Regions from separate parts of the Sus scrofa genome. Here all the other regions are linked to region 3. Evidence: chromatin contacts called from public HiChIP or PLAC-seq and promoter capture Hi-C data. All regions are on one chromosome and are shown on one strand. The core of a region is the stretch at or near the end of the contact, and the rest is flanking DNA. Distances in the headings are between cores, read along the strand shown. Region 1 overlaps RAD51B (DNA repair protein RAD51 homolog 2). Region 2 overlaps RAD51B (DNA repair protein RAD51 homolog 2). Region 3 holds the start of ZFP36L1 (mRNA decay activator protein ZFP36L1). Region 4 overlaps RAD51B (DNA repair protein RAD51 homolog 2). Region 5 overlaps RAD51B (DNA repair protein RAD51 homolog 2).

Evidence for each region. Promoter capture Hi-C pulls out the DNA fragments that hold promoters and counts their contacts. HiChIP or PLAC-seq counts read pairs in DNA pulled down with a chosen protein or histone mark.
Region 1: an H3K27ac HiChIP or PLAC-seq map of skeletal muscle shows a contact between it and region 3. The contact joins the enhancer-like site here to the promoter of ZFP36L1 in region 3. A contact is called at or near these places in 3 of 5 promoter capture datasets (fetal skeletal muscle, liver and skeletal muscle), 11 of 47 Hi-C or Micro-C datasets (embryonic fibroblasts, fetal skeletal muscle, fibroblasts and 5 more) and 2 of 2 datasets of contacts at active chromatin or transcription factors (alveolar macrophages and skeletal muscle).
Region 2: a contact with region 3 is called in a promoter capture Hi-C map of fetal skeletal muscle, with 5 times the contacts expected there. The contact joins the enhancer-like site here to the promoter of ZFP36L1 in region 3. A contact is called at or near these places in 5 of 5 promoter capture datasets (fetal liver, fetal skeletal muscle, liver and 1 more), 8 of 47 Hi-C or Micro-C datasets (alveolar macrophages, embryonic fibroblasts, fibroblasts and 5 more) and 2 of 2 datasets of contacts at active chromatin or transcription factors (alveolar macrophages and skeletal muscle).
Region 4: a promoter capture Hi-C map of fetal skeletal muscle shows a contact between it and region 3, with 8 times the contacts expected there. The contact joins the enhancer-like site here to the promoter of ZFP36L1 in region 3. A contact is called at or near these places in 4 of 5 promoter capture datasets (fetal liver, fetal skeletal muscle, liver and 1 more), 4 of 47 Hi-C or Micro-C datasets (embryonic fibroblasts, liver and skeletal muscle) and 2 of 2 datasets of contacts at active chromatin or transcription factors (alveolar macrophages and skeletal muscle).
Region 5: a contact with region 3 is called in a promoter capture Hi-C map of fetal skeletal muscle, with 5 times the contacts expected there. The contact joins the enhancer-like site here to the promoter of ZFP36L1 in region 3. A contact is called at or near these places in 2 of 5 promoter capture datasets (fetal liver and fetal skeletal muscle), 4 of 47 Hi-C or Micro-C datasets (alveolar macrophages, embryonic fibroblasts and omental adipose tissue) and 2 of 2 datasets of contacts at active chromatin or transcription factors (alveolar macrophages and skeletal muscle).

What each region holds. Positions count from the first base shown.
Region 1 is chr7:92,237,570-92,241,963 of Sscrofa11.1, forward strand. All of the region lies in intron 11 of RAD51B (DNA repair protein RAD51 homolog 2), which reads left to right. Among named protein-coding and RNA genes, the nearest start is that of ZFP36L1, 260 kb to the right of the region's middle. Within about 2 kb of position 1,857, at least 18 of the 83 cell types and tissues checked have an H3K27ac peak or open chromatin away from gene starts, as enhancers often do. A contact at or near this core is called in embryonic fibroblasts, fetal skeletal muscle and skeletal muscle, where this site is marked.
Region 2 is chr7:92,099,378-92,103,767 of Sscrofa11.1, forward strand. All of the region lies in intron 9 of RAD51B (DNA repair protein RAD51 homolog 2), which reads left to right. It overlaps LOC106507734 (a long non-coding RNA gene), which reads right to left. Exons shown (of 3, transcript XR_002346146.1): 2 at 3,433-4,378; 3 at 1-2,035. Among named protein-coding and RNA genes, the nearest start is that of ZFP36L1, 390 kb to the right of the region's middle. Within about 2 kb of position 2,699, at least 18 of the 83 cell types and tissues checked have an H3K27ac peak or open chromatin away from gene starts, as enhancers often do. A contact at or near this core is called in alveolar macrophages, fetal skeletal muscle, mesenteric adipose tissue and 4 more, where this site is marked.
Region 3 is chr7:92,494,208-92,498,396 of Sscrofa11.1, forward strand. ZFP36L1 (mRNA decay activator protein ZFP36L1) reads right to left here and starts at 1,657. Exons shown (of 2, transcript XM_013989124.2): 1 at 1,164-1,657. The coding sequence starts at 1,220.
Region 4 is chr7:92,028,211-92,032,615 of Sscrofa11.1, forward strand. All of the region lies in intron 9 of RAD51B (DNA repair protein RAD51 homolog 2), which reads left to right. Among named protein-coding and RNA genes, the nearest start is that of RAD51B, 440 kb to the left of the region's middle. Within about 2 kb of position 2,576, at least 26 of the 83 cell types and tissues checked have an H3K27ac peak or open chromatin away from gene starts, as enhancers often do. A contact at or near this core is called in fetal skeletal muscle, liver and skeletal muscle, where this site is marked.
Region 5 is chr7:92,212,775-92,217,493 of Sscrofa11.1, forward strand. The region is part of intron 11 of RAD51B (DNA repair protein RAD51 homolog 2); the gene reads left to right. Among named protein-coding and RNA genes, the nearest start is that of ZFP36L1, 280 kb to the right of the region's middle. Within about 2 kb of position 2,772, at least 13 of the 83 cell types and tissues checked have an H3K27ac peak or open chromatin away from gene starts, as enhancers often do. A contact at or near this core is called in alveolar macrophages, fetal liver and fetal skeletal muscle, where this site is marked.

The DNA.
Region 1 (4,394 bases), core at 607-3,106, 260 kb before region 3:
TTCCAAGTGCTTCCAGGTCATGAGTGAATCCCATCTTGTTCCTTTTTGTTTGTTTGTTTTTAATACAAGATCTAGAGAATTTAAACAATCTGCTGAGGTCAAACACAGGGGAAGAATTCTGAGTTCCCTGTGCTTATTTTGAGGCTTGAGGCCCAGGGGGTCCCTTACAGTCCAGGGTAGGGCTCATCAGAACTATAACGGCCAGAAATCCTTGACCATTGAGATAAGCTCTGACCCCATGAGCTATGAGTCATTAATCCATCTCCCTCTTGTTCAATGTAATTCACCCGCCACCCTCCCAAGATCTTGCTCTTCATATAGAAATAAGAAAGTTATTTATTTTCCAGCTTGATCACTCTTTTCTCTAAATGACATGTATGATTAGCCATGTGGTCAAACAGTGAATATTTGCAAACTTAGGTTCTAGGTGGAAATACATGATCCATCCTCCCAAGAAAGTCAGCAGGGAAGACCCAAAATGTTTAGAGAAACACACAGCCCCTAACCAGGGGAAGGAGCAGAGAGTGGTTTAGGAGCAGGGAAGGAAGCTTTATGAAGCTGATGGAGGGTTGCTGGGATTCCAAGTTAGACAGAATTTTAACCAAGAGCGAAGGGTGGAGTTAGATGGTGTGTTTGAGAGAAGGAGACAGACGTTGGAATGAAGAATCCATGTGAGGCAAGAGATTTAAGATTTTGTAGGGGTTCTTGCTATGGCAGCGGGATCAGTGGCATCTCTGCAGCAGGATGCAGATTCGATACCTGGTCTGGCACGGTCGGTTAAAGGATCCATTGTTGTCTCAGTTGTGGCATAGGTGGCAACAGTAGATGGGTGGGATCTGATCTCTGGCCCAGGAACTCCACATGCCGCAAGGCAGCCAAAAAAAACAAAACAAAAAAAAAAGGATTTGGTAGAGTAGGGCCAGATGATGAGAATTGTAAAAAATCAGAGTGTGCTTTTGTTTTTCTTCCTAGCTCCATCTTTGACCATAAAAAGTGATTGTTGTTACTTTTGTTTAGTTTTTATTTTCATTCCCCTTCTCTCCCCCGCCACCCCACCCCACCCCCCCGCCCTCCCGGCCTCCCCACTTTAAAGAAAAGAGCAGAAAGCACAAGGCTGTGGCCTCCTTTGTGGAGCACAGAGAAGGAGACTCTCTTTGATGTTTCAGGGGTTTTAGGTTTGAGTTCCAGACGGATGCTGTTGCCTGCTCAGGGACTGTGGGCCTATATTCCCCCTAAAAATCCTTATCCTGCCCCATTCTGTTTAGCCTCTTCTTTTCTTAAAGACTGGACTGGATGTAGGCCAAAATCTCCCCGTATTGATATGTCGCTTTATGGTTTTTCAAGCATGTATCACAATTCCCATTTCGTAGATGAGGCAATTGAGCATGTTAAGGGAGTTGGCTACTGAGTGATCTAGCTGGGACTTCGACCCTGGTCTTCTGATTCCCATTCTAGGCTCTTTCATTAGACCAGACAGCCTCTCGGGTAATTAGAACAAAGTGACACAGTGCACAATTAATTCAAAGAAGAGACTAACTCCATTTGAAATGTCAAAGAGACTTGGGACAAGATAGGTGAGAATTTCAAAGGTGTTTTGTGGCATTGGCCCCAGGGACATCTAGACACCCTGCCAGCTGTGCATGAGAGACACAAATCTCAAAATCAATTTAACTAACCTTCATTTATCTTGGAAACACAAAAATATAGACGAGAACTTGGCTGGAATGAAGAGCTTCACACCAAGCCTGCCTCCCTGCTCCTCTTGTAGAAAGTTTCATGAGCCCCAGTGTGGAAGACCTCACTGTTTTGTTTGACTCTTGAAGGCCACCTCCGCAGACTTGCTGCCAGGAGAAGGTTCATACTGACTCAGAAGCGAGAGGGCCACCGACTGAATCACCACCACTTACTACAGTCTTTTGCTCTGTGTTCCTTGGAAACCTCTTGCCTCAGTTTGGGTTTGACCCAACCCACTTAGGAGGAGAGAGAACAATTTTACAGCCCCGCATGGAGTGACTCCAAGCCAGTCGTATCTATTTCCAAGTGATCTGACGCAGCAAGTCGATCATATTTCCTTTGGAGGCTTGGCTGAGGACAGTTGGGTTGGCGACATGGAACCAGAGTGAATAAAATACAGCTGTCAAGAAAAAAAGCTGCAATGCTCCCTAAGGAGGGAGGACGCATGGAATGCTCAGGCCAGGGGTGGGGTGCTTTCTGGGGAGACTGAAAACAGAAAAGAGGACAAGGTGACCATGTGTGAAATTCAAAGGAATCAACAGTGATTTGAGAAAGCCGGGCAGATTGGCACATGCCCAGGACCTTTCTGAGAGCAGGCACTGAGCCTACATAAATTCAGAAAATCTACCTCTTATTTTTATTCTTACCTTTAATCAGATTTTTTACTGTAATTGTTATGCTTCATTCCCTCCACTTCCCCCCCTACCGCCCCCACCAAAAGAACCAGGATCTTTGAAGACATTTGCCAAAAACCAACAGACCCCTGTGTTAGATTATTCTGGTCATAGGGAAAAACTACTTGGGAGTTCCAAACAAGTACTCTAGTTGCTTGGACGGAAATGGTGTTCCAAGAATGGGATGGAGGAATAACAGAGAAGATAGGAGTTGGTTCTTCCCTGTGAAGGGATGAGCTGAGCCCTAGAACCAATTTACAAGCCAGGGACACTTCCGTTCTTGTGGATACAGGCAAATCTTTGAGCACCAGTTTCCACCGGGAACATATCTGCTTCATTGTTCTCTGCTTTGATTGTGCAAAAATCTGTTCAAAGACCTAGTGACAAAATTAGGCTCTGTGAAGCTGTTCCTTGAGCAGGAGGAGGTGTGTACCTCTGGCTGTCCATTTGGCAATGGACGCCTTCACACTGCTTCTTTCCATCAAATATTTTGGCCACTAGAGTTGTTTTAGCAGGAAACAGTCTACAAAGGACAACAAGCACTTCCCTTTTCTTCATCCTCTTCGCAGTCAATTCAACTGGCAGGTTTCAGGCACCCACTGTGTGCCAGGCTTTTTTTTTTTTTTTTTTCCGAATGGAAGACCGCCTTTGCCCTCCATGCCTTAGAAATTTAGCAAGAGAGAGAGAGTCAAATATTACAAGTACCTGGGGCAGAAACAGGGTGAGAAGCCACAGAAACTCAGGGGACAGAGCCATGGTAAAGATGCTTCACCAAAGGCAGCCGTGAGAAAGGGGAGAGGGACAAATGCGTGAAGAGAACACACTGACTGCACAGACCTTTATTTGCCAGGAACAAGGGGCTGGGGATTCAGAGATGAATAGGATGCAGAGCATAGGGTGGAGGGGAGCCAGGAGGGAGGGGGTGGTGGAAGAGGAGCTGAGAAGAGATTGGACCAGATTGGCAAGGGCCTTGCCTGCCAAGCTGAGGAGTTTGCACTTTGTCCTCTAGGTATTCAGGAGCCTTTGAAGGTCTTCATGTGGGGGGTGGCAGAGATATCCACGCCACCCCTTATTTCCCACCCCAGCCCCTGCTTCATTCCTCTTGGAGTACTTCTTACAACAAAGACGTATTTTATTCACTGGTCTGTTTTGTGCTTTTGTTCCCATCTGGCTCCCCAGCTGGGATATGAGCTCCATGAAGAGAGGGACCCTACTGGCCCTGTTTACTGTGGTATGCCCAGTTCCGGGCACAAAGCAAGCCCTCGGCAAAGAGTCTGGGTGTAGACACTCGTCTCCCATTTGAAACGTGGAGGGCGATCCAAGGCTGGAAGAGCCCATAAGAGGGATTGAAGGTGCAGAGCGAGGCTAGGAGCCTGAGCTGGCGCAACGGTGGCACAGATGGAAGGGATAGGGAGGGGTCAGAGGTGACTTTAAGGTTTCCACTGGGATGTCTGAGTGGCCGGTGAGATCATTGACGGAGGGGGAAAGGATGGGGGAGGGACACCAGGAGGCCCTTGTCATGGGAAGCGGGAGAGCGTGGCTAATGAGATCCGTTTTGGACATGTGTGATTTGAGACAACTGTAGAATGTTCAGCATCTCCAACTGGAGAGATTCTGCAAACAGTTGGCAGTATATGCGGGCAATTCGGGAGATGGCTTCGGGCTCAGGTCGCAGGTTTCCAGTGGTAAAGGAAGCTGGCCGAGAGGAAGGGCATGCAAAGAGAGCAGAGTTTGAAGAGGGGACCAGAAGCCCAAACCTGGAGGAAACATACTTGAATGGGAAGGTGGGAAAGAAGAGGAGACAGAAGGCAAGGTCTGAGGGCTAGAAGGAGGAGGGAGGAGGGACTTCTGGCCACGATGGAGGAAGATGGGTCCACCTAGGACAAAGCAAAGGAAATAGGAGCTGCCACCTTGGGGGACTCACTCTGCCCATTTCGTACCATGTTAATGATGAAAGAGGGGGCGGTTCTTAGCCATCCTGGGCCC
Region 2 (4,390 bases), core at 1,449-3,948, 390 kb before region 3:
AGATGGAAACCAATGCTAAATACCATCAAGACAGGTTCTCTCTCTCTCTCTCTGTCTCTCTCTCTCTCTGTCTCTCTGTCTCTCTCTCTCTCTCACACACACACACACACACACACCCTGTTCATCTTTTATAAAAGAACTTCCACCAAATAGATATTTCCCTAGACCTGCACTGCATATTCAAGAATCACTAGATTCATGTGACTCTTAGGCACTTGAAATGGACTGTAAATATAAAATACATGTTGGATTTCCAGAGACTTAGTATCAAGGAAACTACTGTGAAATATCTTCATTTTCGTATTGATTACATGGCGACATGGTAACGTTTTGGATATACTATACTAAACAAAATCTATCATTCACATTTATTTCACCTTTTTTTCATGTGGATATTAGAAAATTTTAAATGACATTTCTGGGCTAGATTATATTGTTCTTGGATGGTGCTTTTTCCTTAGTGGTTTTACCAAAAATCTACAGCAACACAAATCCCCTCATCCCTGACCTGGTTTACTTGAGTCAGAGATACAAGTCACTAAATATATAACATCTTGCTCCATCTTTTCCCTTTCCCTTTACCGTTCATAGTAACTTCTGCTCGAGCTAGAACAGTTTCTTCTTTCTGAAAGTGGATTTATACTTTCACTCATGTCAAAAATATTTATTGAGCCTGTGTTCTATGCCAGGACTTGCATTAGGCTCTGGGGTTATGAGGTCCCAGCCTTCACAGAGCCTCTCTTCTAACAAATTTAGCCACTTTCGCTTGTTTTTAAGAATGCAAGCTCCATGTGGGAAGTGCACCTCCCCGTGTGGCTGCATCTGGTCCAGGCTGATTCATCAAGCCTTATAGTGAGGCCGAGTCAAATGAAAACTTGGACTTCTAGAATCTCCATCAATACACTGTTGTCAAGGAAGATGTGAAGGACACTGATAGGCACAAATCAAGACCCTTCCATGACGTAAACTTGTGTTTGTCTCTCTGCACTCCAGGAGCCTGGTTCCAGAGCCCCTTTATCAGAGATGGAGCTAAGAAAATACTGTAGCCCCCTTCTTGTGATCAGTACCATCCAATTGGGATGAATGTACACACAAAGGCACGTTGAAATATCTCACCCCACCCAAAAGTAATAGTCATTTCTCTAGACTTCCTGACAGTATGTGTGAGGAACCCTCTGGATGCAGATCTCGTTGGATGCGGTTTACATTTAAGTAACTTTAAAAGTGAATCGTAACACAGATATATATATCATAAGTGTACAACTCCATGAACCTTTTCAGCAAACACACATGTGTAACCAGAACAGATTAAGAAAGAAGATGTTAATATACCCTAGAAGCTCCCCATTTCTGTCATTACCCCTAATCCCCCCCGCCCCCACACACAAAAGTAACCACCATCTGGATTTCTACAAGCATAGGTGAGTTTTGCCTGTATTTAAACTTTATGTAAACAGAATCATATAGTAGGTTTTCTTTGGTAACACTTTCTTTTGCTCAACATTGTATTTATAAAATTTATCCAGGTTACTCTATGTGCCAATAGAATATATAGCCAAAAAGAAAAAAAAAATTATAATGCCGTTTCAGTAAGGTAAGGTAAGATATCAGTGTTTATAATTCTGTCTACTTTTCTAAGCATACCCTTATGTAAATTTTTTTCAAAAATTAGATCATAGTGTACATACTGCTTTGTGACTTGCTTTCTTGTTTTTTGTTTTTGTTTTTGTTTTTTCAGGGCTGCACCTATGACATATGGAGGTTCCCAGACTAGGGGTCCAATCAGAGCTGTAGCTGCCGGCCTACACCAGAGCCACAGCAATGCAGGATCCGACCTACACCACAGCTCATGGCAATGATGGATTCCTTAACCCACTGAGCGAGGCCAGGGATCGAACCCACAACCTCATGGTTCCCAGTCGGATTCGTTTACGCTGCATCACAACATGAATTCAGCTTTCTTGTTTAATATATCAGATCTACCAAAGTCTTCTAAATGTTGGTCCATCTTGAGGAGGCTGCGTTCTGAATTGACCTGAAAGGTAATATAAAAAAGTTCAGGAGTTCCCATTGTGTCTCAGCAGAAATCAACCCAACCAGTATCCATGAGGATGCAGGTTCGATGCCTGGCCCTGCTCAGCGGGTTAAGGATCCGGTGTTGCAGTGAGCTATGGTGTAGGTTGCAAACGTGACTCAGATTGGTATTGTTGTGGCTGTGATGTAAGCCAGCAGCTGTGGCTCCGATTTGACCCCTGTTCTGGGAACTTCCATATGCCATGAGTATGGCCCTTAAAAAAGCATAAATAAATAAATAGATAGATAAAGTTGAAACGTAAAACTTTTTAAAAAACCAGAAGCACACATTATTATCTGTGTTAGTCATTTTGATAGATCTAGATTTGCTCCATTCTGGTCAGGCTTCCAGAAGACTTCTGCAAAAACGTTGTAAGCAAATGGGCCAGTGAGTCACTGGGGAAATCTGATACTCAAGACCGAGTTGGGCCTCTTGTTTCTCCATGAATCTTCCACATTTCTCTCTAATCTTTTAAACCCAGGTCTTCTGACAACGTGTAACCCTTTGGGAACCCAGATGGTTCTATGAGTGGCTTATTGGAGGCTCTGTTCATGTCCTCTATTCCCTGAGACATGTCTATGAAATGTTCCTTATTTCTCAAACGAAGAACCTTCTTGCCACATCTGTTCGGGATCATAAGCAATAATAGTTACATAACATTTTGAGTGTCCTTGAATGAAAAGTTCCTTGGAGTTGCTGACTCTTCTTAAAAATTTCCTCAACTAACATTGTGGAAACCCATTGTCATGGAGAGAGTTGCTGAGCCAGGTCATATACACGAAACTGCAAATCTTGGGTAGTGGAAAACATCTGAGCCTTGAAGTTCTAGTCATTTATTTTAAAAGCTACCCATTTATTTCCTAGATGTTCCCACTGAGAGCTTACCCTGTGGTAGGTTTGGCTTACACAGTAAATCTCCCCACATGGATCTTCATCTTTTACCCCTTTTGGATTGTATCTAAGGGCATATGCCAGTGGGTTTCCTGAGTGAGGTCACCTAGAACCCTTGTATTCTGACTTTAACTTTCCTCTGCAGGAGTGAGGAGAAGTGGGCATTCCTGTTGGCCAGTAAAGCTTGAATTCCTGCCCCGGGTCTCCTCAGACACCGCAAGGGACTCCTAGGGACCAACACTGGGTAAAACTTAAAAGACAGAAAATGTACTGTGGCTGGGGGGGGGGGGGGAAATGCCAGTCTCTGCAGAGATACAGTAGTGTTGGGCCATGTGAGACATGGGAGGGATGGCAGTGGCCCTCCAGTCCTATGCCTTCACTTTTCAAATGGGGAACAAGGCCTAAGGAAGCCACAGAATGAGGTAGTGGCAGAATTGAGTTGGAAGCTTACTTTGATGTTCTCTTACCTGCCCAGCTGTCTGCATGGTTTAGGAGATGTAAGGAAAGACGAGTGTCAGAGGAGGGATCAGGGTGACATCTAGTTTAACTAGTGCAGTCCTTGGTGGGCTCTCAAGCCTGACCCTTCTCTGGGCCCCTCGACAATAAACTGAGAATATTGATTCGTTCTTCCTCTTTTTCCTCATCTTGGGATTATAATGATGAGAGATATTTGGCATTTTATCCGATCAGCATTGGAAACTTGGCCTTCTGCTGGAGAATTCAAAAGTTCATATCAGGGGATGTTCAGAAAATGACTTCCTTCAGAATCAGGTGGTGGAGACCAATTATTATTAAATTCATAAAGCTTTCTTTCTCTCTCTCTGCCCTCTCTTCCTCCTTCCCTTCCTCCTCCCTCCCCACCCCTTCCCTTCCCTGTGGTCCCCTCCTCCCTCCCTCCCTGCCTTCTTTCCTCCTTCCTTCCTCCCTTCCGGTGTTCTTTTGTAAACTTGTTTCTGATGACCCCTTAATTCTTGCTTTTCAAGTTCAATTACATTTCTGTTGTTACATGTATATCAGTTGTTGAGTCTTTAGTATGCAGACGTGTTGAACTTGCCCTTCTGAAATTCTTCCAGGGTCACTTCGCCTTGTGGTCTAGGTCCAGGAAATTAGAATATTTCCAACTCATCAGGGACCATCTTGGCCTGGAGCAGAAGAGGGGTCTGAATCATTACCTAAGAGAGTTTTGTAGATTGTCACAGTTGGCAGCCTCAGAACTTGAGCTAATCCTGGAAATTCTTTAATTTCCCAGAAAGAAGGTTCCACAAGGTCAGGCTGAGGTCCTCAGAGAGAGCAGAGGGAATAAAGTTTGCAACTAGTCGCTTTTACAGCTGAACTTGAAGATAAATAAAATTATACCCATTTCTTTTGGATCATCAAGCATTTGACTTTCATTTGTTCTTTACTCCTTTTTCCCTGTATGTGAAG
Region 3 (4,189 bases), core at 407-2,906:
GGGAGGGAAGGCAGCTGAAATTCAAACTTTTTTGATGTTGCTCTTCAGCTCCAGGGCGTCCCTGCACCCCAACCCTGCAGCCCGGGGGCCCTGGCAGCTGCGCCGACTGGAGAAGCAAGCTGGGAAAAGAGAGCAACATGACCCGACGTGTTTAAAAGAAAGCAAAACACTTTAGCAATTAAAAGTAGCCTAGCAGCTTCCCTCTTTCAAATTGTGGAGGAGGCGAAAAAAATTTAAGTCATGGGCTTTTGTTGTGTACACTTAAGCCGCACTCCTGGAACACTCGGGATTTAAAACTTGCCTTTTTCCACACCGGCTGGCAAGCTACACGGCTTAAGGAGGCCCCTATTATATCCTTCCTCGCGGAGACCCTTGAACTCAAACAGGAGTTTCGTTGTCGGTACCCCCCCGCCCAATTCCCTCTACATCTACGAGTCGCGGTCCCTTGGGAAAAAAAAGGTGAGCGAGTCCCACGTTCGCCCAAAGTCTGCAGGAGATCGGCTATCACAGGAGGAAGCCTGGCCGAACTGTGGCGAGCTGAAGTCCCACTGCAAACTCGTTTTGCAACATCCTTTGAATCACAACTCTTGGCCTTTTTCTCGCAGATCCCCAGCCTCTCCAGAACAGAAGGGGACACATCCCAGCAAAACACTGTCCTGAGATTTACCTCTCCACCGGACCCCCACTTCCCGAGCCGCAGTCCGGCAATGTGGCTGGAGAGACTCGAACCCCCTCCCGGCAGCGGTGTCGCCCGGCAGCGGCGACACCCTGAGCGCTCACAGGGAAACCGAGCCCACTACCGAAACCGGGCTCAAAAGCAGCACGTTATGGACGAATGAATCACCGAAAAAAAGAAAAAAAAAAAAAACTGCCCCGGTCAATGCCCCGCGTCCCCCGGGCAGCCCCACGTAAACTTCGCCCCTCAAAACTCTGGACTCCAGATTCCCATGTAATCCCCGCCAGGAGCTGCTGAAATTCAAAGGATGGGAAGGAAAGCGCCAAATTCCTTCAAACTGGGGGGCGAAATGGGGCGGAAAAAACAACTACCTCGCCTCTCCTCGCTTTTTCCCAGTCTTCCCAGACCTAAACTTTGGGGGGTTCTTTTGGCAGACAAGAGAAAAAAGAAAAAGGCTTAGAAAAGTAAATGCTCCGCCCCACTTTACCTTGCATAAAACTTCGCTCAAGTCGAAGATGGTGGCAGACACAAGGGTGGTAGTCATCCTGGGCGCTCGCACGGGGCAGGGACGAGGATCTGGTTTGTTGTGAAGGTCCCGGTGCGGGGAAGGCTCTCCGGTCTGGAGTCCCACACGCCTGCTCCCGGCGCCCCTCGCCTTTCTGACTCTCCCCGGCTGCGGCGCGCGAAGCCCAATTTATATAAGTTTCAGATTTGGTGGGCCGGAGAAGAGGGAGGAGCTTTAAACTTATTTAAATGAGGAAGAGGAGGAAAAAAAGTTGATTGACACTGAAGTTGAATCAGCCATGCGGTCAAACTCGGGGGAAAAAAAAAAAGAAAGAAACTTTCAAAAGGAAGAAGGGGGAGGGGAGACGAGGAAAGAAGGCAAAGAAGAAAAAAAAAAAAACCCACTGCGAGCTGCGCACAACTTTTTTTCTTAAAGAGGAAAAGTTTCGACTCCGCTCGCTTGGCTACCCCTCGCTGCAGGCGCCCCTCTCTGGGGCGGTGCGCCGCGCGGGGGGAGGAGGGGAGCCCCCCCCTTTGTCAGCCTGCGAGCGCGGCTCTGTGACATCACTCATTCCACCCTCTTCGGGGTTCTTGTTGTTGTGTTGTTGTTTTTTTGTCGGGCAGGAAGGCGGGCTCGACTTTCTCTTTTTGCAAGCTGGAGCAGAAGCCCGTCCTTAGCGCCCGGGCTGCGGTTTCCATCTTGAGCAGATCTCCCTTGAAACTTCTCCAAGTACCCGCATAACTTACTCTTTCCCCGAGTTTTCTTTCGCACTCGGCTCCCCTCCGCAAACCCCACGGGGAGAGGAGATTGAAAATAAGAAGCTCACAAAGCGTTCAAGTTTAGGGTTTTGTTTTTTTTCAGGGGCGGGGATGGGGGTTGAGAGAGGAGGATTAGGAGACTTTTTTCCCCCCAGGAGGCCCTGGCCTGGCGGGGACGAGCACAGAGCGATTTAGCCCGCCGCACGCGTCTACACCCGCGATCGCTTTGCAGCGGACACCCTCCGAGAGTGGACTGGAGGGGTGGGGGGGGCGGGTTGTTAGCGAAAAGACCACGGCCCTGGCGGATTGTTTTAACAGGCTTGGGAGTGTATTTATTTCACACATCGATCTTTAAACGTTTTTGTAAAGAAAACCCGAATCCTCATGAGCGCCTCTTCTCCTCCTCGGAGGGAAAAAAAAAACCCACCCAGCAAGGCACAACTTTCCCCGCGCACTCTGAACCACGGGCCGCGCCGAAACTACCCCTACCAACACACATGCGCGCGCACACACACACACACGCACACACACACACACATACACCTAAACCACTGAACAAGGAAAAAAAAGTTGCTTTGGTAAAATAAAGGTAAAGAGATGGAGGAAGGCGACACTTTTAACTTATTGTTGCTTCTCCCCCGCCCCCAGGGGAACGGAACATATGGCTTGTCACAGTGAGCTGTTTTGGCGGGATGGGAGGAGGGGGGATATGGGATCCTCGAAACCGAAATGCCCCAATTGATTATTATGCTTTTGAAAACTGGGAAGTATATATTTATTTACTGTTAAGTTCAGATGCCCCTTCACCCACCCAAATAAAAAGTTGTCAACGTGTGCCCCACTGCCCACGGGTTGCTGGCGAGAAGACCGTGATGGAAATCTTGGGGCCGCATTTCTTTCCTATTTCCCCGCGTGCCCGGACGCCTCCTTGGCCCTCGCACGTTTCTTCCCAGCACTCGAGGCGGCCGGGTCTGTTATGAAACCCTGTGCGCTGAGTGGCTAAGAGCGGGTTCCATTGCGATGTAATTAGGTCACCCCATTATGAGCACGTTTCTTTGGAAAGGACGGGGCGGGCGGAGTAGAGCGCCTGAGTCGCACTCTCACACCACCACCAACACACACACACACACACACACACACATTTTTACTGCATTTCTTATTTATTCGTCAGCCTCTGAGCAAACCCGGAAACCTTCCAAATCACAACTGTTTTAGAAACCTGTCGTTTTTCATCTTTGCGAAACACAAAACTTTTGCTGCAGCCACAAACCTACGTGATCCTCAGTCCGCCCTTTTATTTGTCCCCTCTGACTTAAATTGATGGCTCCCCATTTTTAACCCGGCTGCTGCCCCAACTTTTTCTGTCCAGCCGCTTGTTGCTTCCCTCCCGCTGCTCCCATTTTTCAGCTTTTCTTGAAATCTGGCAAGCGCCAGAAGGGGAAATAACTTCCATCCACCTTAATTTAAATCATTCAAATGTAGGTTTCTTTCTTAAAGGGCTGTTTGCTCACTCTCTTCCCGGCTCGGAGGAGTTGGGGCGGGGGGAGCGGTTTCGTGCAGTTTCTTAGCGATGAGGTAATGAGTTCCAGATTTCAGGACAGAATAGGGTGCGCGTTAAAACCACAATGTTAGTCTGCGTCCTGATGTGAAGCTATTTCGGTTTTTGATTCCCCCACTCCCCCAGCAAAAAAAAAAAAAAAAGTCCGTTGGTCTTTAAGTCTGGAGTGTTCCCGAAGCTCTGCTGGGGGGCGGGGAAGGGCGGAGAAGCCAGGGTGGAAAGAGAGGGGGAAGGGGACCGGGAGCGGGCGGGGCCCAGGTCGCGTCCAGACCCGCACCCGTTCTCCCCCTCTTTCAGCGACTCGTCTCCCCCCCTCCCCCGCTCCCCGCGCGCCCCGCAGCTGCGGGACCAGCCAGAAGCACCATCGAGCGGCGTGGGCGCCCCGTGCTGGTTGAGAAGTTTTGTTTTGTTTTTTCCCCAAAGACAACACCGATTCCTCGAATTTCCTCCGCTTCTCCAACTCCCGGAGGGTGCTCCCCTCCCCCGCTCCCGAGGGCGCGGGCTCCGCGGGCGGTGTCCAGCCTGGCCCGCTCGCTCTGGAGTTGTTTACCGGCCTCGCCGACCGACCGGGTTTGTTCCAGCTCCCAGAGCCTGTCTCTATAATTAAACTCTTTTTTTAATTGTCGGGTTGCAACGTCATTTCGGGGACTTTCCAAGGGTGAGGGAGCCGGCCTCCTTAACCCTTCCCTGAC
Region 4 (4,405 bases), core at 1,326-3,825, 470 kb before region 3:
GTCCCTGAATCACGGTGTGTGGAGGGCCCTATATCCCAGCCAGCAGCCAACCCCCATCTCTGCGTTGGCCCCCCGGACAAAGTGGCAGGCTGTAAAGCAGCCCACTTCCTGAGAACTTGCCAGCCAGGTCATGGTAGCCGGGGGTGCCGCTCAGCCCCTGTGGTGGGCGGCTGCTTCTTTGGGCCAGCTGTCACATGAGCACAAAATCAGATAAACCGCTCTTGGTTCTTAAGTTCTCTCCAAACACAATTCAGCACATCCGGCTGGAGTGGTCCTGTTAGCTGGCTTTCCTCTGTCGAGGATCGTCTGGTTTTCCTGCCCCTCAGGGCTGGGGTTTGGAGAACCGTTGAAACAACTTTGAGAGAGCTGTTAACCCTTTAAAGTTTAGCTCTCGATCTCCAAATAGATTAAAAAATGATTTGCAGCCAAAGCTATACTGTCTAGGGCAGTTTTGTTTTTTGTTTTTGTTTTTTTTTTTGTTTTTGTTTTTTTCTCTTTTTAGGGCTGCACCTGTGGCAAATGGAGGTTTCCAGGAGAGGGGTTGAATCGGAGCCAGCCTATGCCACAGCCACAGCAACGCAGGATCCGAGCCAGGTCTGCGACCTTTACCACAGCTCACAGCAACACCGGATCCTTAACCCACTGCGTGAGGCCAGGGATCAAACCCGCATCCTCATGGATACTAGCAGGGTTCATTAACCACTGAACCATGATGGGAACTCCTAAGGTAGTTTTAAATAATACCAAAATCATGACTTAATCAATCTTGCCCTCTACTCAAGGTTGGCTTAGAGAAGTAAGAGATTATAATTCATGGATCCTTTTCTGGTTTTGTAACCAAATCTACATTCTCAGGCTGAGGTAACCACCTTGCCCTTCTTAGTTTATTTATCTGCGACCCTGGGCAAAGTTGTCCATGCCTCATCTGGTTGGGTTTCAGATTTTGTGAGAAATCACTTTGCTTCATGACAATACACAGCTCAGCAGAGACTAGCATGATTGATTCCAGGCACGAACTGGAACAAGCCCGAGCTGAACAGCTCTACCAGAGGAAGTCATCTACAGTTGGTTTGCATGACCAGCCTGCCATGGCCTGTGACCAACTGGCATCACGGACCACGATGGGCCTGGTGGAACTATAATCTTTTTTTTTTGTCTTTCTGGATGCATCCGTAGAATGCAAAGTTCCTAGGCCAGGAATTGAACCTGTGCCACAGCAGTAACACCACCAGATTATTACCCCACTGAGCCACCAGGGAATTCTGGGAACTATAATCTTGATCTTTTCCCTGCTGATAAACATTCTTGCCATTAAGTTCACTTGGAGTTGGTGGGAAGGGTGTACTCAGGACATCATGGAAAACACATTGTCAGTCATGCTGTCTCTTTGGGAGGATGTATTTGCATGTCCGTAATAACCCGAATAAGATTTCAGTAGGAAGGGCCTGGTGGACAAAAAGCAGGAAAGTGCGTGTTGCTCACTAGAGGACAGGTCATGGTGCGCCAGGCAAAGCATTTCGCCATTAGGAAAGGAGTCTAGAAAGGCGAGGAGACTCATGAGAAAGGAGGTGATGTCTGTTGTTCAGGCTGAGTGGGGATGAGAAAGGAAATTCAGAAACCTCCATGACAGCTTCTCTTGGACTGGATGAAAATATTGCTTTTTTTTTTTTTTTTTTTTTTCCTAGCTGGAATTTGCCAGGGTCAGTTCACGTCTGGGTTTTCAGCACTTAATACAGGGCCCTTTTGTCCTGGGAGGCGGCTGGACTGGTTTTTCCTCCAGGCAGGTGCATGGAGGGCGTTTATTGTAGCCTGAAACGCAAACACCAAGCCCCTAGGCCCTGATCCCCACGCTCTCCAGTGTGGCTCAAGGAAGTAAAGTGAACAATGTCTCTTGCAACAGACGAGCACTGTAAATGCCACTCCTGAATGAAATATTTCTTAAAACGTTGTCTCTGTAACCCGATCATCTCTTAAAACTTAATTCTATGTCGGGGAAAGGAAGCCATTGGCTCCTCCAGCTGTCCAGGTTGAACGAGAGCGGACAATGGAGCATATCCGATTCACGGCCTTGCTTAGGTAATCAGATTAATATCTCCTGAATTGAATTTACCCTTTTGATACGGAGTCTTTCAGCTGCCTTGTTCCACAGCTCAAATTCTGACAAAGCTGTGCGGCCTTTGAGTAATTTCCCTGAAACCTATATTCGGGAAGCCTGTGCTCTTTCGAGCACTTTTTGGGACTTGTACCAATTAAATCTGTTTCTGGCACACTTTTAATGGCATACTTTCCCCTGAGTCAACAACGGCTCCAAAATCTGAGGTCATCTGTTTAATTTAAAAGCAAAGGTTATGAAACAACCATTTCAGGCTTCATCAGCCAAGCCCCTGTGGCTTTGAAACGGGTGATGAGACAGGGGAAAGGCTAATAAACTGGCTTTCTTCCACACAAAATAAATTAATTACCGAGTGTCTGTGAAATTCATATCAAGCCAGGTTTGTCCACACCCTCCCCGCCAGCCCAGCCAGTCCCTTTCTCTTCAAGCTCATCCTCTTCTCTTCTGGGACTTTCATACTCGAGATGGAAGTTCACCCTCTTGCTGTTGTTCTTGCAAAACAAACATCTGGACTGGATTTTTGTCAGCTGGAGTAGTTGCGAGAGAACTGTAAATGATGCAGGGATTTTTTTTTTTCCATGCTTATTAAATTTATTTATAGCCAGTCTGAAGCCAGGAAACATGTTTTTAAATGGCTAGAGCCCTTGATTGGAGGTGCTCGAGGAACATACCGTGGATGGTATCCGCGCCGCCCCCCCTGCCTCCGCCCCATCGCCATTGCCATTTTTCTAAATAATACAAGGGTAGAATTACATAATTTGCCCTTTGGGTGGTTTTTGTTTTCTTTTTCCTGGAGGACCCTTCATTAGGATATTTTGTGCGTCGGAATTCTTCCCTTGTATTAGCCTATCCAATGTGCCATCCTTTCTGTCAGTCAGAGAGAAAAAAATGCAACTGGCAGCATGTTTCTGAGTAATTGCAGTGATGGAACGTGGGTTTCTGGTTGTTTGAGACATGAACCAGGGCACAGGTATTTTTCTTTGGCCAGAAGAGCACCACTTGGATCCTGTTCCTACCTTTTCCACTCAACAACCTCTAAATTCTTAAAAGCTGCCAAATTTGAAAGAATCTCATTCATTTTCTCATTATTTAAGATAATAAAAGGCTCCACAAGGGGCTTAACGAAAATCATTTATAAAATCCTTTGCGGTACCCTTAGACCTTATTAAATCACAATGCCTTGGAGTTTCTATAATTATTTAAGAAACAAACATCTTCTAGGGGTGGCTGAGTGAGACGATTTTTTGAGGTCCCTTCCAGTGCTATGATACAAGATGCTTCTTTGCTTTTACTTTGCTGTCAGAAAGAAAAAAATATAAAGAAAGAAAGGCTGTTTGGCAATGAGGTTTGCTACCCACAGGCGTTTTCTTCTCCAGCGAAAAGACCATTCTGCTTCCTGCCACCCAAGTAAACCCAAGTAAGTCATCCTCAGCCTGAACAATGGAGCTTAATGTTCTCCAGCTTGCTAAGGGTTAGTCTCTGCTGTTTGGAAAGTGAATTGAAACCAAATGCACTTTCTATTGGAAAAGATGCCATTGATCTAGGCTCATAGGCAATATTGAGAGGAAGAAAAAAAAAATCCTTGCTGCTCTCTCCTGACATGACTTATTTTGCTGCTAGACCCATGGACATATCTTTGATGCAGTGTCACTCTGTTTTATGATGTCCCTGTGCCCCTGAAGAGCGGTGTTCCGCAATTCAGTTCTGAGAAACACGAACAGGTTATGTAGTGAATTGTCCTGCCGATGGACTGGGAAGCTCTTCTTCCAGCAAGACTCCTTTTTGACGAAGAGAGCATAAAAGATAGCTCATGTTCTCCACTGCAAAAGGCAGCTCTGTTGCATCTGCCTGATGGGGAAGACCTTGAGGCTGAGCAGCCTCGTCAGATGTGGTCTCTGCTGCCCACGTTCCCGTTATTAAAGTAGAAGCCAAGCCACTGGCACTGGTCCTGGCAGTGAAATGAACCACAGAGGGGTCATCCCTCTTCCCCGGCCATACCGCTCAGGGCTCTGGGACAGAAAACGGCAGGCTCAAGGGTAAAGAACAACTATTTTTGAGTAGGGATAAAGGAGAATCACGGAGTAGAGAGCACTAAAGGGCAAAAGATGAATGCAATGCAACATTAAGCAACAGTGTATCTTCCCAGATCATAAAGCCAAACAGTTCTTGCTAGATTTCACTTTTATTATGTTGGAAGATGAAAATCAGAGGGTGGATAAAGGTGCCTGGAGATTTGCTGCTCCAGGCCACTCCATGCTGGGGCATGGAGTTCTCGATCTGCACTCGGAACAT
Region 5 (4,719 bases), core at 1,522-4,021, 280 kb before region 3:
GTGTATTGGTTGTGATTATTATTTTTATCACTTCTCACTTCTGGAACTGTAATCTCCTCAAGGGCAGGGACCCTGGCCTGTTTCATTCACTGCTCTCTCCAGTGCCTCCAGGCACTTGGCTCGGAACTGCTCTTCTTCTACCATCAGTGACCCAAGTTTGCCTGCCAGTGACCCCCTCTTGAAGACCTGCACTATTCAGGGAGCCTGGTCTGAGAAGGGCGAGAGCTGATGCGAGCCCCAAGCATCACCAGGCAAAACATCCAACAGGCTAAGGCTGCAGGGAGGGTTAAACTCATAAGGGGGCACCTGCTACGTTCAATTGCAGAAGAAACAGAGCTAGAAGGAACTGCCCCTAAGCTCATGGAGGGTGAGGAAGAAGTTGCTTGAGCGATGGTATGACTATAAAGCAACGAGAAGAGGAAGGAGGAGGAGGAGAAAAAGGAGGAAGAGGAAGAGAAGGGGGAGGGGGAGGAGGAGGAAGAAGAGGGAGAGGAGGGAGGGAGAAGATGAGAAGGAGGAAGAAGAGGCAGAGCGGGAGAAGGAGGAAGGGGAGGGGGAGGAGGAGGAAAAGCAGCAGCAAAGAGGAGAAGGAGGAGCGCGGGGGAGGAGGAGATTTTCAATCTGATGAAGACCCCAAAGCCTTTGTTTATGTGGTTGTATCCGTTGGTAGATCCTGGGGTAGCCAGCCTCCAGAATAGCCCCCATGGATCCTTATCTCCCAGCATGTATGCCCATTGTGTCCTGAATCAGGGCTGGTCTACGTGCCAACAGAAAATGGCACAAGTAAGGATGTGTGAATTCAGAGGCTGGGCCATGAAAGGGACTACGGGCTTCTACTTGGTCTCTTCTATTGTTTCCTCTGGAGGAAACGAATCACCATATTCTGAGTACCCTGGGCGAGACTATGTGAAGAGGAGCGAAGGCCCTTCTCAAGAGCCAGCCACAAGTCGCAAGGCTTGTGAGTGAGCAACCTTGAAAGCAGGTCCTCCAGCCCTCGTCAAGCCTCATGGCCCAAATCTCTCAAGAGACCCTGAGCCAGAAAAGCCCAGCCAAGCCACTCCTGGATTCCTAAATCCGCAGCAACTCTGAGGGGTGACAAGGGATCGCTGTTGCTTTAACCCACAAGGCTTTGGGATATTTTGCTCTGCGGTGATAGATATTTAAATCATCTACCAGGGCAAAAATTAAAACAGAAGAGAGGTCTCTTGTGACACAGTGGGTTAAGGATCGGGCGTTGTCATTGCAAGGGCCCAGGTTGCTGCTATTCAATCCCTCGCCTGCGAACTTCCACATGTTGTAGGCACAGCCAAAAAAAAAAAAAGAAAAAAATCCCAGAAAAATATTTAATATTTCTTTCTTAATCCATTTAACATATGTTTATATGAATCAATTCACATGAATTCATAAAAACTGATAAGTTGATAGATTTGTTCAAAAATTTGAAATAACACAATCTTCCTGTAAAAATAATTGTTTCCCACAATAAAATAGGACAAAACTTAATGAGAAGAATGACAGTGTTTTACATTTTTGCAAATCTCTTTAATGTCTGACTTAATAGAAAACAGCTGGATTCTCATATCTGCTTCTGCGTTCAATCAGCTGTGATAATATTGTTTGGGTTGAAGTTTATAAAGGAAACCCAGCCTCGCATAGATATGTAGCTGGAAAAGGGAGGAATATTTTTAATAGCCTTTTCAGATAATTGTGGATAGTCTTCTTTGACACTATACCAGAGCCCGACAAATGGCAGTTTATTAAGGGTTACTTGCAGTATGGAATCTGAAACTATGTCAATGAACTCTTTGTGCTCAGTTACATTAAAATCTGTTTGGTCTGTCTTGCGCTTTGAATGGCTCTTTTGCCCGTGCATGATTTTGTAATACTCTGCATGGTCATTTGGAAAATATTGCTTCACTAAGTTAATGCAGATCTGAATTTCATCTCTTTCCTGATGAAAACTAAAAATTCACATTTGTTAATATCACCACTGATCTCATCAGAAACATCTCCAAGTACAGAAAGGGTGGCAGATACAAGTTTTCATAAACTCTCGTTTTTGCTTGAAAGCCTCTATTTTGGCAACAAGCACGGTCAATTATCTTTCTCGAAGTGACAAATTCAAATGGTTCATTTAGGGGAAAACAGCTGTCAAATAACCAAGTCCTCATAACCGTGGCGATTTTGTCCTTTCGAGTAAACATGGTGTTTCATAAAAGTGCTAGTTCAGCTCGCAACTCACTCTCACAAATGCTTTTTCTCCAAACAACTGTTGTACTTCAGGATCCACCAGAGTGCTTTCTTAATGCTTACTTTCCAATTAACCACACACATTTAGTAAAAAGATGTCGCACTTTGGGCAAGATTTCATGAAATTCATAATTTTTACTCTTTCAGCTTGGGCAGGCTTAACTGATTGCCTTTTTTTGTTGTTGTTTTTTATTCATTTGTTTTTTGGTCCCATGACCTCATGGCAGTGAAGAATATGACCAGCAGTATGGTGTCTGGCACGAGCAATTTTGCCCAAATGTCAACATGGTGAAGAAGGCAAATAACATCTTGGAGTTATGATGAAAGTAGTTTGGACCTTGCAGCTATCTTCTCAGGGTCTTGGGGTCCATAAACCTCACTTTAAATACCCATTCCTTTAGGGAAATGGGTGCTGTTGCATCGCTTCTAGCATTTGGCGTGAATGTGCTACACACTCACCCTAAGACATGCGTGTGCCAGGTCTTTGAGTCAGACTGTCATGGCTGCCGGCTATTGCATCAGCTAGAAACAGTGGCTTATTAGACACTGGCTTATTCTCGTGGATGGATCAGATATAGGATGAGTTCTTTATAGAAGGAAGTTAGGGTCTTTTATGCTTCTCTTTGCCCCACTTGTGAAAGAATGTGAATGTGGGAGGAAGCCAGGCTCTGAGAAATTACTTGGACAATTAGGGTTGAACAATTCAGGAGGAATGAGGAAGCTAACTCTTGTGCCTTTTGCTTTGTACTGCTTTTCTTCGCTCCTTTTCGTCCAATGAGCAGTGAAAGCTCAGTGGACCTCGGAAGGCATCCTTTTCAGAGCAGAGGGGTCCTTCGAGCTCCAAGCTTGAAGTGGGTAGGGTCTCACCCACACCAGTGGTACCGCCATCAGGATGAGAGACTCAGCAGGCTGCATTTGTCCCAATGGTCACAGCATCCACAAGGATTTTATCCCTGTGGGAGAGCCGGCAGCCTTGCCTCTCCTGAGGCCCCTCAGCATTCCTGCAGTGGACTCTGAGCAAGACAGGAGGGACGGGGTTATTTTTCAGCCTATTTCAGTTTAGCTTTTTTCTGCCGACATACTGAAGGGGTTTGACCTGACACCTGACTGGGCTTGCTTGGTTCTTTGGTGAGTGATTGGCTCTTTGGTTCCGTCTGTGATCACGGCCCCAGTCTATGGGCGAGAAACAACAAGCAGTTGTGTGCAGAGCCCTGGGAACTGGAGACCTCACCACATCTGTTCGCCTAGTCGGGGGTGGGAGGAAATCACCAAAACCTTCCAACGTGGGGCCGGAGCCTGGAGACAAAGGGGACGCCTGAAGCCGCTGGCGACCCTGGGTCATATGACCACCCCATGGTTCTCTTCCAAGCCCCTTTCATCCCCTCAGGTCCCCAACACTCAGCCTTTTCATCATCCTGCAGGTCAGCAGGATCGAGTTCATGCACGTCGACAAGAAAGCTTATCAAACGGAGGCAGAGGCAGGTGTTTGCAAACCGCCTCCCTGCTGAAAGCTGGGTTGAACAAGGTTGACAGTGTGGCAGAGGCCAACGTCCCACACGAACAGTATTTTCTTTCCTGGAGCTCTCGCCCTATCCTCTCTTCTGCTTTGGAACCCCTAGAGGTCTCTGGGAACCAGCCTCTGAAACAAACTATTCAAAGCACTGAGGATTTAGGGGGAAACAAACAAACAACTCAACTAAGGGATGTGACATTGCCGGCTGAACAGTGGCCTTTCTATGCCAGAGCCCGGGACCCACCATGCAGAGGCATCCAGAGGCTCCCATCCAGTGGCCTGCTAAGCCAGTTCCTGTGCCGTGGTAAGGACTGATTGCAGACACCTTTTCCCATCTTCAAGATCAAGATGTCGTGTTGGTAGCTTGACCCGACCATGATGGGGCTATTTACATCACAGAAATCAGCATGCTACCAACCAGGCTTTCTCCCCTCTAAAACTAGTTGTTAAACATTTACCAGCATGCCAGTGTCTTCACTGGAGACACCCTTGTTCCAAGTATGATTTTCAGACCAGTTATATCTGAACTTCCTAGGGGAGGGGGGGGGGGAAAGAGGGGGTGGTAAAGGTGGTGTTATTTCAAATGCAGATTTCCACGCCAGCCTGAACTAACTGAGTCAGAGTCTCTGGGATGGGGGGGAAAAATGCATTTTTAGCAGGGTTACAAATAAATTTGCTCAAGTTTGAGACTTGAGGCCTAGGGAGTGGGAGAGAAGAAGGGGCTGTACATCTGGCTTTTGGCATCTGGAAGGAACAGCTGGCCTCCGTCCCAGTTGGCCTGAGCATGGACAGCTGTTTTCCCTTGAGATATAAACTTCATGACAGGAAAAGGAGGTGGGAACGCTGGGGTCCCATCCACCCACTGACAACATGATTGGTTCTTCCTTGGCTCTCAGGATGTTCTCCACTTTCTAACCCCGAGACTTTGACTCCAGACAACGTGAGCAAAAGCCCAG